4 separate regions of the Mus musculus genome follow, and regions 1, 2 and 4 are each linked to region 3. The links are chromatin contacts, called in public HiChIP or PLAC-seq, Micro-C and promoter capture Hi-C maps. All regions are on one chromosome and are shown on one strand. The core of a region is the stretch at or near the end of the contact, and the rest is flanking DNA. Distances in the headings are between cores, read along the strand shown.

Region 1 (3,331 bases), core at 45-2,544, 580 kb after region 3:
GGTGGCTCACAACCACTTATAACTGTAGTCCTGTGAGATCCAATGCTTTCTTCTTGTGTGCAGACATACATCCAGATAAAACACCCATCTACATAAAACACATAAATAAACCTTTTAACATTTTCATTGTGATTTATTATTTATTGCCTCATTATAAGTACGCTGTTTCATTTCCAAGCATTTGGAGACTTCCACTGGTTTTTCTGCAATTTAGCTTTAATTCAGAGAGTAATTACTGTATGATTTTGGTTCTTTGAAATTTGTTGACACTTGTTTATGGTTTCAGGTGTAGTCTATTTTGGTGTGCGTGTGTAGAATATGCATTTTATAGCTCTAAGTGAAGTGTTTTACTTACACAAACTAGGTCGAGTTAGCAAATCCCATTGTTGAGATTTTGCAGTTGGGTCCAAAGATGAAGGAGAAGACCAGAGTCTAGTAGATGATGTTGACTTTCTTGGAAATCGGTATGGAAAAAGGGAGCTCGGATTCACTGCCACACTGTTCACAACGATGTCTGTGATCCAGCATAGGTCTAAGTATGAATCCTAAAGTAACTAAGCTTCTGAAGACCGCTGTAGTCTAGTACTCCGGAGCCAGGGGCTGGGTGATTCCTGCAGGTTGGACCAGCTGGTCAACACAGAGCTCCAGACAAGCCTCTCTCTCTTTGTGAGTCTCTCTGTCTCTGCCTCTCTCTGTGTCTCTGTCTCTCTCCCTCCCTCCCCTTTTTCTGTCAAAGGGAAATACCCTAATGAGAGATAACTAACTACAAAAGATTATATATTGGATTGGATATAAATAAGTCCAGCTCATTAAAAGCAAAGCTAGACTTGAGTGGGAATGGATGGGTATTTGTAGTATCTTCAACCATGTACATACCCAAGTCTTCACCACACTCCAAAGGCTCTATTAAGCCAAGAATGCAGAATCTATTTTTAAATATTTACTTATTGTTATTTTTGTTTTGTGTATGAATGTTTGCCTGCCTCCATGTCTGTGAATCCCCGTGCATGCCTGGTGTCCTTGGAGATCAGAAGAGGGCATCAGATCTCCTACAACTTCAAGAATCCAGGATCTTTAAGGAGCCTCTATAAGACAATAAGGAAATATAAGTCAGCTCATTTTAAAATGGAACTTGGTGCGCCCCAGTGGGTTGGTGTCAGAGCTGGATGTTCTTCGCGCTGCCTGCCGGGACAGCTCCAGTCTGGCGGCGTTCCCGGGCGCATCCCGAGAACTTGTGCTGGCCTTTCTTAAACCAGGGAGGCGTTGGGCAGAGCTGGGCTGCGGCTCCGCCCCCGGGGGTTGCCGTTTCCTTAGAAGGCGAAGCCCTAAGCCTGGCTTCTCGCCCGCGGGGAGACCGCGGTACGCCTCCCGCACCCCTCGGGACCAGGACTTCTGCGAGCGCGCGGGAAGACCGGCGGAGCCTGTGCTTCAGCTCGGGTGTGGACGGGGCGGGCGCTGGGGCGGGGCGCGCGCTCGCGGGTTTGAATGGAAGGGTCTAGACCGCCGGAGACGGCAGCGAGCGGGTCCTGAAACCAGAACTCCACCGCCGCCCCGCGCGCCATGAGGCGGGAGAGGTGAGTCGGGCGGGCGTGGCGTCGGTGCCCTGGATGTAGCACCATGGGAACAGCGACACCGGGGACAAACACGGGCTCTGCGAGGTGCGCAGGTGCGTGGTCTCCGAGCCCGGGGACTGCCGCGCAGTTTGGAGCCTTCCTTAGGACCCCACTCGTCGGCAGGGAGGAGCCCGCGGGGTCCTGCTTGTCGGCTGGTCGCAGCAGGCTACTCTGCATCCTCTTCTCCCCCAAATTGGTCCTGGAGCCTGGGCGCTGTGATTAAAGAACCTATCGCCACTTCCCTGCGGTGTTTCCAACCCCTGACCACCGCTGGGATCTGCGAGATTTAATTTAGAACCTAAAAAGAACCCGAGACTTTTAAAAGATTTGGGGTGCAAAACGAGAGGCTATCGGAAACCGGCCCTTTTTGAGGGCGGCGCACAGCCAACCTCCTGTGTTGTTTGAATCGCGCACGCGGTGGGGACCGCTGTGCCTCGGGCCGCGCTTCTGGGTCTCCTCCCGTGGCGGGAGTCCTTTCGCCACCTGGCTGGAGGCGGTCCGGTCTGAACTCAGTCTATTCGTAGGTGTGGCGCCTCTCGCCCGCGCTTCGGCCATGGAGGTGCTGCGGCGCTCTTCTGTCTTTGCAGCGGAGATCATGGACGCCTTTGATCGCTCGCCCACAGACAAGGAGCTGGTGGCCCAGGCTAAGGCACTAGGCCGGGAGTACGTGCACGCGCGGCTTTTGCGCGCCGGCCTCTCCTGGAGCGCTCCAGAGCGTGCCTCGCCTGCCCCTGGAGGACGCTTGGCAGAGGTGTGCACAGTGCTGCTGCGCTTGGGTGAGTGTGGGGCACCAGCAGGTACCATCCCAGGCCGCCCCTCTATAGCTGGTTGGATGGGCCTGCCCGCAGTGTTTCAGGGTTCCCGGTACAGCTGTTCTGCACAGACATTCCCTTCTTGTGACATGACCAGCCCTTCTGCGGTTGTGCCTCACCCTCCCGCTGGCGCTGAGAGAGGAGGCGTGCGTGGGAGCCCAAATCTGTCTGGAATGGAGAGGGTGCAAGGATAGGCCACCCAGGCTGGCGCTGCTCTTTGTCCCCAGGCTTGTCTGCTTGCAGGCTCCTTTGTCAACCTCCCCCCTCCTGGTTCCTGCTTAGTCCAGATCACAGACACTCTTGCCATAAAACACAGAAAGCTCTGGAGGAGCAGTATTTTAGCAGCTAAACTTTATTGTGACCCTTGTACTCTGCTGGACTAAAAAATCCTTTGTGGTACCACGTGTCCCAATGTTTGTTTTGGAAAATAGGCCTTTCAGTTATTGGCCGAGGTCCGACACCCTCTGCAGTTTCCCTTGATGGGAAGGCCCCCCAGGGCCTTCTTGAAGAATATCTGGGACACTTGTTTCTGGGGGTCACACATAGCTAGCTAGCTCAGCAGCTTTCTTTAGCTCCTCTAAGGCCTGGATATGTGATGGGGAAGAACCCTTGATCCTGGACGGTTCACATTAGCATAGCCAGGTTGGGGCTTGGGTCTGTAAGGTACTGCGAAGTGATAGCAGAGACAAATAAATGGGGGAGTGGGTGTGCATTCTCCTGGTTGGAGGGAGCCCTGTAAGACCTGGCTTCCTGGGAGATGTGTGCACACATGCTGTTTTATACAGACTCCACATCTTCGTATTGGGCTGGCCTCAAGGAGCAGGGCTGTGTAAACCTGGCCTGTTCAAGAGTTAGAGGGAGGTGGAGTCCATTCAGTCTGAGTTGGGTTCTCAGGAGGGCTGTGCA
Region 2 (3,494 bases), core at 181-2,680, 700 kb after region 3:
AAACCTTTTAATAAAACAAAACAAGCCGGATGTGGTTAAATACGATGGTCAAATACGACGATGTTTTATCTCAAATACGGCGATTTTTTATCTCAAATACGACGATTTTTTATCTCAAATACGTCGATTTTTTTATCTCAAATACGGCGTCGAATGGTAGGGTAGAGGAAACCTCCCAAGCTGGCCTCTGGTCTCGACGTGCGGGTGTTTGCACACATGCCACACACAGGTGCTCGCACCCTTGCCACACACAAAAGTGTGCATGTTACAACCGGGGAGCAACGACGCAGGTCTTTACACTTGTTCCCAGCGGTTTGCAGAGAAGAGCAGGTGCACGGAGTGATCCTCTAGTTCCGTTTTCTTTTCCAAGTAGGAATTCAGAAGCTTGCCGATTTCCGTTGATCTTTCTAGAAAGACAAAGATACACTCGACTGAAGTCAGACTCTTCACCTGAAGTCTACAGGGGTTTGCACTTAAGTTCTCTCCTTGCACCTACACCTAACTTTCAACCTCCAGACAGCTTTGGACCATCTCTGAAGCCAAAGAAGTCTCCCCGAGAAAAGGAAGTAATGTACGTGCAAGTCTTGATTTCAAAAGTACTTGTAAGACTTTTGACTGGTTGGTTTGAAAATTAAAATATCCTGCAAAGTGGTTGTTCCAATTCCCAACCTACTTAATTTGTAGGATCAGGGGTTGGTGTCCAGTGTACAGGGCGCAAGGCCAAAAGTCAACCTTATGTTCCCTTTTCAGTACTTTTCCACCTTGTGTTTTCAGAGAGGAGCTTCTACCTGAAGCTCAGTTTTGGCTGAACTGGCTGGCTCACAAGTCCCAGGAACGAGTCCGTCTCACCTCTCCAGCGGTTGGATAAGCAACCGTACTAGGTTTTTTTTTTTTTTAACCTGGGAAACTAAACCCAGGCTCTCATTTCAGCCTGTATTTTATTAACTAAGCCATCTCCACCAGCCGGGCCCTCCCAAATCAATGACCAATGAAGAAAATGTCTTCCAGGCTTGTCTGCTGGCCAATCTGGTGGGGCCAGTTTTCTCAATTGAGGTAGCTTGAGTCAAACTGACATAGACTAGCCAGCACACGCATGCACAATAATAAATAAATAGATGTTCTAAAAGCTTTTAAAGATACTAAGACTACAACCCAAAGAGAGAGTGAGGGAATTCTCCAGGCCCACCCGCGCACCGGGGAAACGCAGCAGCTCCGCTCTGTGGCCCGAGGCGCACAGCGCGGTCACCAGCTTGAGGCCCTGCGTGGTCTTGCCAGCACGGTCCACACCCTCCAGCACGATGAGCGCTCCCCGACGCGACGCCATCGCCCGCACAGCACCGGTCAACTTGCCAGGTTCCCGCCAATGTTAGATGCAGCAGAAGCCCGGCGTGCACGGAAGCCCTGCCCTCTTCCGGTTGGAAAACGAATTCTGTGGCCTGCGGGGAACAGCTTCCGGACGTGACGTAATCTAGGCCCGGGAGTCTGCAGTTTAGCGAGCGCCAACTCGCGGAACTTCCGTTCGCCGCTCCCGAAGAGCACCAATCTTAAGGACTGTGGTTGCGCAGGCTCTGGTCACGTGGAAGTTCGAGACCTGTAACGGAATCAAATTTTTATGCCCCTAAGCGCGCTACTGAAGGGTTCTAAAAGTTTCTTATCACACACACACCTGCGCGCGTACAGGAGCCATGTGATGATCAGGCTCTGAAAGGAGTTAAGGATAGGAACATCGACCCCCAAGATGTACTTTCTGCAGCATTTTCGAACCGCTCAGGAATTTTCCTTGTCGTTTTAGTGTAAGTTGGTGGAAGGAAATGGGTTTATTTGCAGCGTGGGCAGAATTGAAACCACCCCCCCCCCTTTTAAATTCCTTTCCCCCTAGCAGTGTTTTTACAGACAAAATAAAGTCAGGGAAAATACATGAGCAGGAGGCGGGCAAATCTCTGTGAGTCTGAGGCCACTTACATAGTTTCAGGCCAGCCAGGGATACATTGTGAGACCCAGGCTCAAAAACCCAAACAACAGTACTCTAGAGGAAGAGAAAAAAGGATCCGCAGTCAAAGGCTGGGCTGGGTTATGTTTTGCCTAATGAACAAAGATTCCATACCCAGCACAGAATAAATTGGATATAGTGAGTGACATAGCCTATAAACCCAACATTTGGGAGGTAGATCAAGGTTTATGCAAACATTTGAACTAACACCCAAAGAAGTGACACAGATGCCAGACACATATGTAAAAATGTGCAACACAAACATATTGTTAGGAATCATGAATTAAGATAATTTCACCTCTTCGAGAATAGCCCAAATCTACAATTCTAACCCTTCATCATGCTGGTGAGGACGTGGAGCGAAGGAGACTGTCAGTGCAGAGGAGAAGGCAAAAACGGTGTGGAAGATAGCTTGGCTGTTTCTCAAGAAAGCACTCTACTTTTAACATGAAGTCAATATTTACCCAAATGGGTTGGAAACTATGTCTGCACACAAATGATTGTATCAGCTCTAGCCACATTTGCCTAAATATGGAAGCAGCTAAGATGTCCTCCAACACGCAAACTGATAAACTGGTAATTACACAGTGAAATAATTTTGAAGTAAAAAGTGAATTATCAGTTACTTACTAGGACATGGAGGAACCTGAACTGTATAATGATAAATGCAGCCAGTCTGAAAAGACTGTGTACTGTAAAATGCAACTACATGGCATGTTAGCAAAGCAATACTACAGAGACTCTAAAACGTTTATTGGTTACAAGTATGCGTGTGTGTGTGTGCGCGCGCTATTGTAATAGACCAAAAGAATTAAAGGCAGTGAAAAATATTCTTCAGGATGCTATAAGGGGGATACTTAATACTTCTCAGAAATATTAGAGCCCACCAAGAGTGGACTCTGGTAAACCCTGGATTTTAGTTATATTGTTTCATTAACTGTAACAGAGTTGCCGTAGGAATGTAAAATGTATTTTTGCAGGCATCGAGGGGTGCGTGGCTTCTTCACGAAGTGCGAGTCAAAGCAACCGAGGTCCAGCGTGGGCACGCCCCCCTCGGGACCAGACAGCCACAAAGAGCATGGAAGTTAACCGATGCCTGTGAGGGGGTCTCCTTCCGGGAGGCCCCGTCAGCCAGGAGAAACCACAGGCAGCGGGTGTCTGAACAACGCGGGAAGAGCGGCAGGTGTCGGCTGGCAGGTTTGGCGCCAGCACACGTGCAAGCGGAGTCCCCTGCCAGGGCTTGGAATCCGGCTGGGCCAGAGACAGAGCTTCCACATTGCAAACTGCGAACCGAGCACATCGCCCATCCGCGTTCCCTCAGGGCAAGCCCCACAGCGCCGCCTGGCGACCACAGCCGGCCGGAAGCCTAGGGGTGGCCCCTGAGTTGCCCCGCCCACTTTCCGGCCAATCGGAGCACGCGGCTCATGAATAGTGAGCGCGCGGCGCCGCCCCGCCCCGAGTCCGCGGCACCGCCCGCTCGCGCAGACCCCGAGCGTGGCCGAGG
Region 3 (3,126 bases), core at 248-2,747:
CGCCGCTGCCTCCTTAGACAGAGGCGCTGGGCACGTTGCCCTGGCAGCCGCCTTCGGCCAGCTCGGAGTGACCGCGTCTTCAGCGAACTTGCGCTGAGGCTGCGGGTCCCCAAGATTGGACTAGCACTGGCAGCGACTCTCCGCACCTCCTCCACCAGCAGTCACTTGATCCAATCCGCTTGCCCTAGCAGGCCTTTAATCCCAGCAATGCGGTCCCCTCTTAGGAAGGCTAGCCACTGGGGGACGGGTCCTCTGGTCTCTGAGAGAGAAAAAATTCCCATTCCTGGGGACGTGGGCGCGCATCGGGTCCGCGCCCGGGCGACGTCGCGCCGGCGCCCAGCAGGCCCCATGACTTGGCAATCCCTCTGTCCCCTCCCCCTCCCGCTCCCGTTCCTGCGGCCCCCAGCAGCCTGCACCTCACTGCACCGCAGACCCACCCTCTCCCTTAGCCCCAATGTGGTCCCTGTCCCTTCGGGAGCAGAGGGCGGTGGCCTTCCCAAGGGAAGCAGCTGGGGAGAGGAGTGGCTTAATGAGGGAATGCGAGGGTCTTCACAGGCAATGTTCCTAGAGTCAACTGACGCCAGACTCCCCGAGACCTCTGTCATCCCAGACGACGCGTCTCCCAGCCCCCTCCCTCCAGCCTGGGACCACACCTGTTACTGGGGCACTGGCTTTGTAGCCGCCAGGCATGTCTGCTGGTGGTTCCTCCCACACTGTGTCTTTCTGGAAGGGAAATGGGGTCTCTGAAGGGAGGAGCATCGGGAGCACTAGGAGTGATGGGCAGCATTAAGCCAGTGCCTGGCCGTGGCTCCGCATCCCCCGCCCCGCCCGCCTGTTTTGCTGTCGGCTCCAGCATCTGCCCTCCCCCACCAGAGACCAGAGCGGCTGCCCCGCGTACTCTCCCTAGGGCCTGGATCAGCAGCCGTGCCCCGTCTCGACGCCCCTCAGCCTAGTCCTGGTCCCTACTTGGCATCTCTGCCTCCCCTCCCCCGCGGTTCTGTCGCATCCCTCTGGGTAGCTCCTCTGCAGTGGAGGGATACGGGGAAAGGAGGCTGTGCCCAGATCTGCTTGTTCCTCTAGCTGGCGACCTCCACCCACATGGGCCAAGTATCGCGCCTCAGCAAAAGAGTCTTTTCTGTGGCCCTGAAAAGCTTCGCAGGAAGCACTGACACCCCTGAATTCGCCCCTTTGTTCTTCTAAGAGGCGGGGGAAGGTCGGGGGAAGGGAAGCCGCAGCTCCAAGCCCGCGCTTCGGGCTGCGACAAGGACATTGGCGTTGGTCCGGAATCTCCCATCAGATGCACATTTAGTGCGGGTGCCCGATGCCAGGGACAGGTGCGGGATGATGAGCGCGGATGGCGACAGGCCGTGGGGGCAGTAGCCTTACCTCTCAGGCGTCACTGGGGATAGCCGTGCATGGGCACTGGCACCGGGGAGGGTCCCCGATCCTGGAACTGATGCTTCTTACTGCCTGCTCCTGGTGCTGTGACGATGGCACCGCGTGACGGGCTCCGCGCCCCCGACCCGGCCCTCCCCAAGCCCCTCCCGATGCGCTGGTTGGCTGAGCGCTGCGTCCGAGGCTCAGCCGCCAGCTGGTTTGTCGCACAGGGAGAGGGACGGGCAAAGCGGCACAGAAGAGACGAGGTTGGAGCGGGAGGGGGTTGGGGCAGGGCTGTGACATCACCAGTGAGAGGTGGGAGACGGACGCCCGTAATCGGGTGCAGCACCCCCTCGCTCAGCAGTGCCTATCACTCCCAAAGGAGAGGGACCCGGTGGCGCCCAGCTGAACCTGCCTGCAGACCCTGAGCCCTTCCTCATGCTGACTGCTTTCAATTGAAATCATAAAAACTGTAAAACATCCATCTGCAGGACCAAGAGACATCAACACAGGCTTATCGTGGGGGGTGGGGGGAAGGCTAGGATGGGGTTGAGGCGCATCTTTCACTGAAGAGGGGATTTTGGGGCGGGTTAGGGATTTAGACTCCAAGTGTTAACAGGTAGGTCTCAAAAATCTCATCTGGCTTTTGGGCCCTATCACCAGAGAAAAGTCAGAGCGTTGCAGAGAGCTCTGCTGACTGGGTGAAGCTACAGACGGCAGGCTAACCCGCACCTCTTTTCCTCACACATCCTTCCGTCAGGTGGAGATCTCCTCCTTGTCCCCCTCCCTGTTCCATGGGTCCTAGACCATCATCACACACGGTCACTCCAGCCTAAATCCTCAGGACTTCAACCCACACGCTTCCCTGGATCCTCGATGGCAAACCTCAGCCTTCACCAAGTCTCAGATTTTCCTTTTTCAGTGAGGGTTGGCTGGCAGCTGGGTGAATTACAGGGCCAACCACAGCCCGGGGCTGAGTAACTCAGCTAAGGCCTATGGTCAGCTCTCCCACCAGGACTCCCCGCACTGCGGTGGTGGGAGTGATGACATCACGTTACCATAAAACTAGGGTTTCAAGCTTCCTCTTCAAAAAGCTCCTGCCAGCAGCATCCTCTACCCCTGGCAGTTGCTGGGCACTTTAAATGGTTGTCCACTTAATCCACAGCAGCCTGAGTGAGGCGGGGGCCCAACCTCAGTTGGCAACTGTGTAGCAAGAGGCAGCAGCACTGGTAGGCAGCACAGGCCAGATCCCCATCTTCTGACTGAGACTACCCCCTTTCCCGCCCCACCCCTCCAAAGCCGGGGTGGGGGGAAGCTTCACCCCTTTCTGTTCCTCAATATCACCCGAATAAGAATACCTTCAAGGATGGCAGGAACAGAAAGGCACAGTGTTTATGACTCCATTTTCCGCTGCACTTGTTAATCCCGGCACAGCTTTTTCTAGACATTCCTCTCGTTTGGATATTTGAATTGCTAGCATGTGGAGGTATGTTCACTAATTTGGTCCATTGCTGTGACAAGAGCGACTAACAGAAAGAAAGAGTTTATTGTAGTGCATGGCTTGAAAAAGTATACTGTTCATTGCAGCGGGAAGGCTTGTTTCTGGGAGGATGAGTGAGTTAGCCAGAGCTTAAGGCAGTCAGTCACATCGTGTCCACAGTAGGGAAGCAGAGAGCAAGGAATGCTGGTCCCAGATCACTTCCTTTTTTATTCCGTTCAGGACCGCAGCCCATGAGATTGCGCTGCCCA
Region 4 (3,503 bases), core at 824-3,323, 570 kb after region 3:
GATCTTTGAGGTGTAATATAGCTAAGTGGTCTGATCTATAGCACTCTATCCCACCATTCCACCTAATCTAGATGCCCATAGGGTGTTCATTCATGAACTCTCTTCACTCCCTAGAATGAGCTACATCACTCAAGGAGTCCTATGAGGTCATGATGGTAGGTAGCACTTGAGGGTCACCCCAGCTAAAAATGTGAACTGTAATGCAGTGAGGACAGATGGCCCCTCCATGGTCTGGGAGCATGCCTATGGGTTCTTTATTCAAGAGGCACTTCCTTTCTTCAGCTTTACGACATGCATCTATGTCACCAGTCCAGCCTGGAAATGAGGGAGAGGCCAGGAGAGACCAGAACCAACTCAGGCAGCTCAGTCCTGGGTTTCCTTGTTGCTTACTTTCCTCAACTGGGACATTAGCAGCTTCCATTTGCTTGTTCTCTCAGGGCCCCATGGCCATCAGATAGTGCTTTCCAGTCACCTATCTGCCTCACTGCCTCTTGGGGGCCCTGACTCCCCTGATTAATGATTTTAAAAGCTGCCTTTGACTCCTCCTCCTCAGACCTCACAGTTGTACCACTGGTCTCCTGTGCTGTTTCTCAGCCCCCAGGAGCTGGTCGAGGTTCTCAGTCCCCTAAGCCATAGCATCTTTAGAGATTTCTCTCCTGTAGCACACCTTCTGGGCACTTTTAGTTCACTGAACCTGGAGGCTGAGCTAGTATGGCACTGGATTGGAGAGAGGATTAGACCATGCCCCAGGAGAGGTTCGGGACTCAGCTACACTGCTGAGACTGGGCTCAAGAGCCATTTACTAAAATAGCGTAAAAAGTCAGTGCTCCCTGTGAGAAACTAAGATTGCTTACAGCCTTGCTCAGCTCAGCTCTGGGATCTAAGGGAGAACCAGGTCCAGAGTGAGTTTTCAGAATAAACTGATGGGCAGAGCCCAGGGAAAGGCAATGAGGGCCAAGGAGTTCAGTCATGACGGGTCTGAGTATGGGTCTCTGGTCAACTGGTAGACTAAGGACCCTAGGACAGCACTAGGTGAGCCAGTGGCAGGCTAGAGTAGTGGCCCTGTGTCCACCCACATTGTGACATCTCACTGTGTGGCCCATGTGCTGGGACAAAATTCTTCTGGTAATTCCTGCTGTAGCTGGGATTTGTAACAAGGGCAGCCTGGGTACGTCTGACTACTTCCTGACCATTTGGGGCCCAGTTGAATTATATGAGGATTGGAGAAGCCTGTGCTCCCAGGGAGATAATGAGAATGCTGGGGTAGAGCTCTGTGAGGACACCAAGAGAAGACAGCAGGCACCTGCCCTGTGTTTGGACTTCCTTCTCCTAGGCCAGGCGATTTCACTTCTAACCAGACAAGAGTCCCAGAAAAGACTTTCTGAATTACTTGTGTACTTGCATGCGTGTGCGTGGGTGCATGCCAGAGTGTGTGTGTGTAGACTGAGGAGCCAGCTCCCAAGAGCTCCCAATCACACAGCCATGTTCCTATTCCATCAGTGGGATCAAGGGCTCCCTCAGAACAATGACTGCAGAAGGGCTGCGCAGGAGAAAAGCCTGGGAATGACTGGAAATAGGTGGCATAATGCCGTTGTCACTGTCCTTGCGACCTCTCAGCAGGGAGGAAGAATGCCCCAGATGTGATAGTTTCCCTTTGGGTGTCAGGATAGAGCCCTATAGGACCACTTCGAGAGCAGAGCTGCTGGCTCCTCCCACCAACCCCAGCCCTCTACCTGGCTCCTCCCACCAACCCCGGCTCTCTACCTGGCTCCTCCTACCAGCACCACCCTCTACCTGGCTCCTCCTACCAGCTCACCCTCTACCGGGCTCCTGGGGTCTCTGCAGGTTACCCAGGCTTCCACTTCTCCACCTATTCACGTTGTGAAGGCCAGTTGTTTCTCTCTTTGTGTCTGTTTCCCCTCAGACTGGTAGAAATGTGACTGCTAACCCTTTATCTCTCCTGGGACTGAAAAGGGCAGCGAACTCGTGGTCTTTTCCAGATCAAAGAGTCCAGTGTCTGCAGCAGTGTAGAGTCCTGGCAGACAACCCCCTCCCCATCCATGATGCGTGCTTCCTTCCGCCTGGTTTATCAAACATCAAGGACAAGGTCAGACTGTCTAGGGAGAGTGAGCCAAGAATCCCAGTTGTGCGATGGAATTTCACACGGCCTGTAGAAATGGGAAGGCCAGAGGAACATAATGCGGATGTTACATTAAGTGTAAAGTCAGGTTTTGGAGCCTCAGGTGTTTGACATAAGCAAGAATCTTCTTTTGGATGTGAAATATGCCACAAGAGTCCTTATCATCATACAGCAGTTGCGGCTTTTAATTTTGTGTGCTTTTTAAACTTCCTAGTGGAGTGTACCCAGGATTTACTGTTATACTCGGGGGTGGAGGTGGGGTGAGAGGTGACTGCTGGCCTTGACTTTGAAATCTCAGAACAATTCTGTTTTAAAGTATATATTTTGCCGCGGGGTGTGAACTCTCAGAACCAGGAACAAACTAAAGAAAAGAATGTTTATCCACAGGGAAAAACTAAAGTCCCAACAGGAAGCATGGGCCACCAGTTTCCTGCCCCTGAGACTCACTGGAGCAGCGCAGACACACTGCAATATGTATCCAGCTCCCTAGAGGGAGATGAAACCTGGACCCCAGGTTCAACTTCTAAGGGACCTGGTGCTTCTCTGGGACAACTGGCCGCCTGGGGGCACAAGAGGACCCGTAGCCACCGAAGAGGTCCTCTTTGTCCCTGACAACCAGCACGCGGCTGGCAAGTGTACACTTCCTGCCGCTCTGAGGGAGCGGAGGAGTGGCCTCGGCACTAGAGGAAGAAAACACACACACACACACACACGTACACACTCCCTTTCCATCTCCAGACTTTAGTAATCTCGGCTCTCCGACTGTCACAAGGTGAGGAACATCGGAAGGGCGGGCTGTAGGGCAGTGTAGGGTGAAGGAGCTCTGGCATAGGACAGATTCTTGTGAGCGAGGGGCAGAGCCTAATGGAGCTCAGCCATTTGTAGGGGCAGATCTTGGTAGGGCCTGAACCCTATGGAAGGTGAACAACTCCCCACCCCAACCCAAGCAAGGATCTTTGTAAGGCAGATCCTCCAGGGGGAGGGGCTGTGGTCATGGGCGGGGGGTGGGGGGTGGTGGTGAGGAAAGTGGTGGGGAGGGACAAGTCACAGAGGCGGAGCCTCAGGCAAGGATATATACCAACTAGCATTGGGTTTGCAGATGAGGATTTTTTTTCCCCCAGTGAAGCCTGGATCCTGGATCCTGGTCCTGGTAGGTTGGCTTGGTCCAGGTTGCAAGTGGGAACTGAGGCAGATGTCCGTGTCCCCAGGACACAACATTTTATATATGAGCAGTTTACCTCTGAGGAGGGACACAAGAGCAACCCCAAAGTGCCCCAAAGCATCCCCTCTCCCCTGCGGAACAAGAGCTGTGACGCGTGTAGTGATGTGAGCACTCGTGCTCACAGTTAAATCACTCTGTCCA

What was found. Promoter capture Hi-C pulls out the DNA fragments that hold promoters and counts their contacts. A called contact is a pair of places that touch in the nucleus more often than the background predicts. HiChIP or PLAC-seq counts read pairs in DNA pulled down with a chosen protein or histone mark.
Region 1: a contact with region 3 is called in a promoter capture Hi-C map of second pharyngeal arch cranial neural crest. The contact joins the promoter of Bok here to the promoter of Kif1a in region 3. A contact is called at or near these places in 8 of 39 promoter capture datasets (the 3T3-L1 cell line, the HPC-7 cell line, cranial neural crest and 5 more).
Region 2: a contact with region 3 is called in an H3K27ac HiChIP or PLAC-seq map of epiblast stem cells. The contact joins the promoter of Dtymk here to the promoter of Kif1a in region 3. A contact is called at or near these places in 1 of 39 promoter capture datasets (second pharyngeal arch cranial neural crest), 1 of 484 Hi-C or Micro-C datasets (the N1E-115 cell line) and 2 of 115 datasets of contacts at active chromatin or transcription factors (astrocytes and epiblast stem cells).
Region 4: a Micro-C map of embryonic stem cells shows a contact between it and region 3, with 2.4 times the contacts expected there. The contact joins the enhancer-like site here to the promoter of Kif1a in region 3. A contact is called at or near these places in 3 of 39 promoter capture datasets (embryonic stem cells, frontonasal cranial neural crest and hippocampal neurons), 1 of 484 Hi-C or Micro-C datasets (embryonic stem cells) and 1 of 115 datasets of contacts at active chromatin or transcription factors (embryonic stem cells).

The regions. Positions count from the first base shown.
Region 1 is chr1:93,684,281-93,687,611 of GRCm38.p6, forward strand. Bok (BCL2-related ovarian killer) reads left to right here and starts at 1,295. Exons shown (of 5, transcript NM_016778.3): 1 at 1,295-1,574; 2 at 2,138-2,389. The coding sequence starts at 2,167.
Region 2 is chr1:93,800,504-93,803,997 of GRCm38.p6, forward strand. It overlaps Dtymk (deoxythymidylate kinase), which reads right to left and starts at 1,431. Exons shown (of 5, transcript NM_001105667.1): 1 at 1,195-1,431; 2 at 299-407. The coding sequence starts at 1,324. Ing5 (inhibitor of growth family, member 5) reads left to right here and starts at 3,462. Exons shown (of 8, transcript NM_025454.2): 1 at 3,462-3,494.
Region 3 is chr1:93,100,377-93,103,502 of GRCm38.p6, forward strand. It overlaps Kif1a (kinesin family member 1A), which reads right to left and starts at 1,498. Exons shown (of 49, transcript NM_001368847.1): 1 at 1,387-1,498.
Region 4 is chr1:93,666,173-93,669,675 of GRCm38.p6, forward strand. No RefSeq gene overlaps it. Among named protein-coding and RNA genes, the nearest start is that of Bok, 18 kb to the right of the region's middle. Within about 2 kb of position 2,074, at least 195 of the 459 cell types and tissues checked have an H3K27ac peak or open chromatin away from gene starts, as enhancers often do. A contact at or near this core is called in embryonic stem cells and hippocampal neurons, where this site is marked.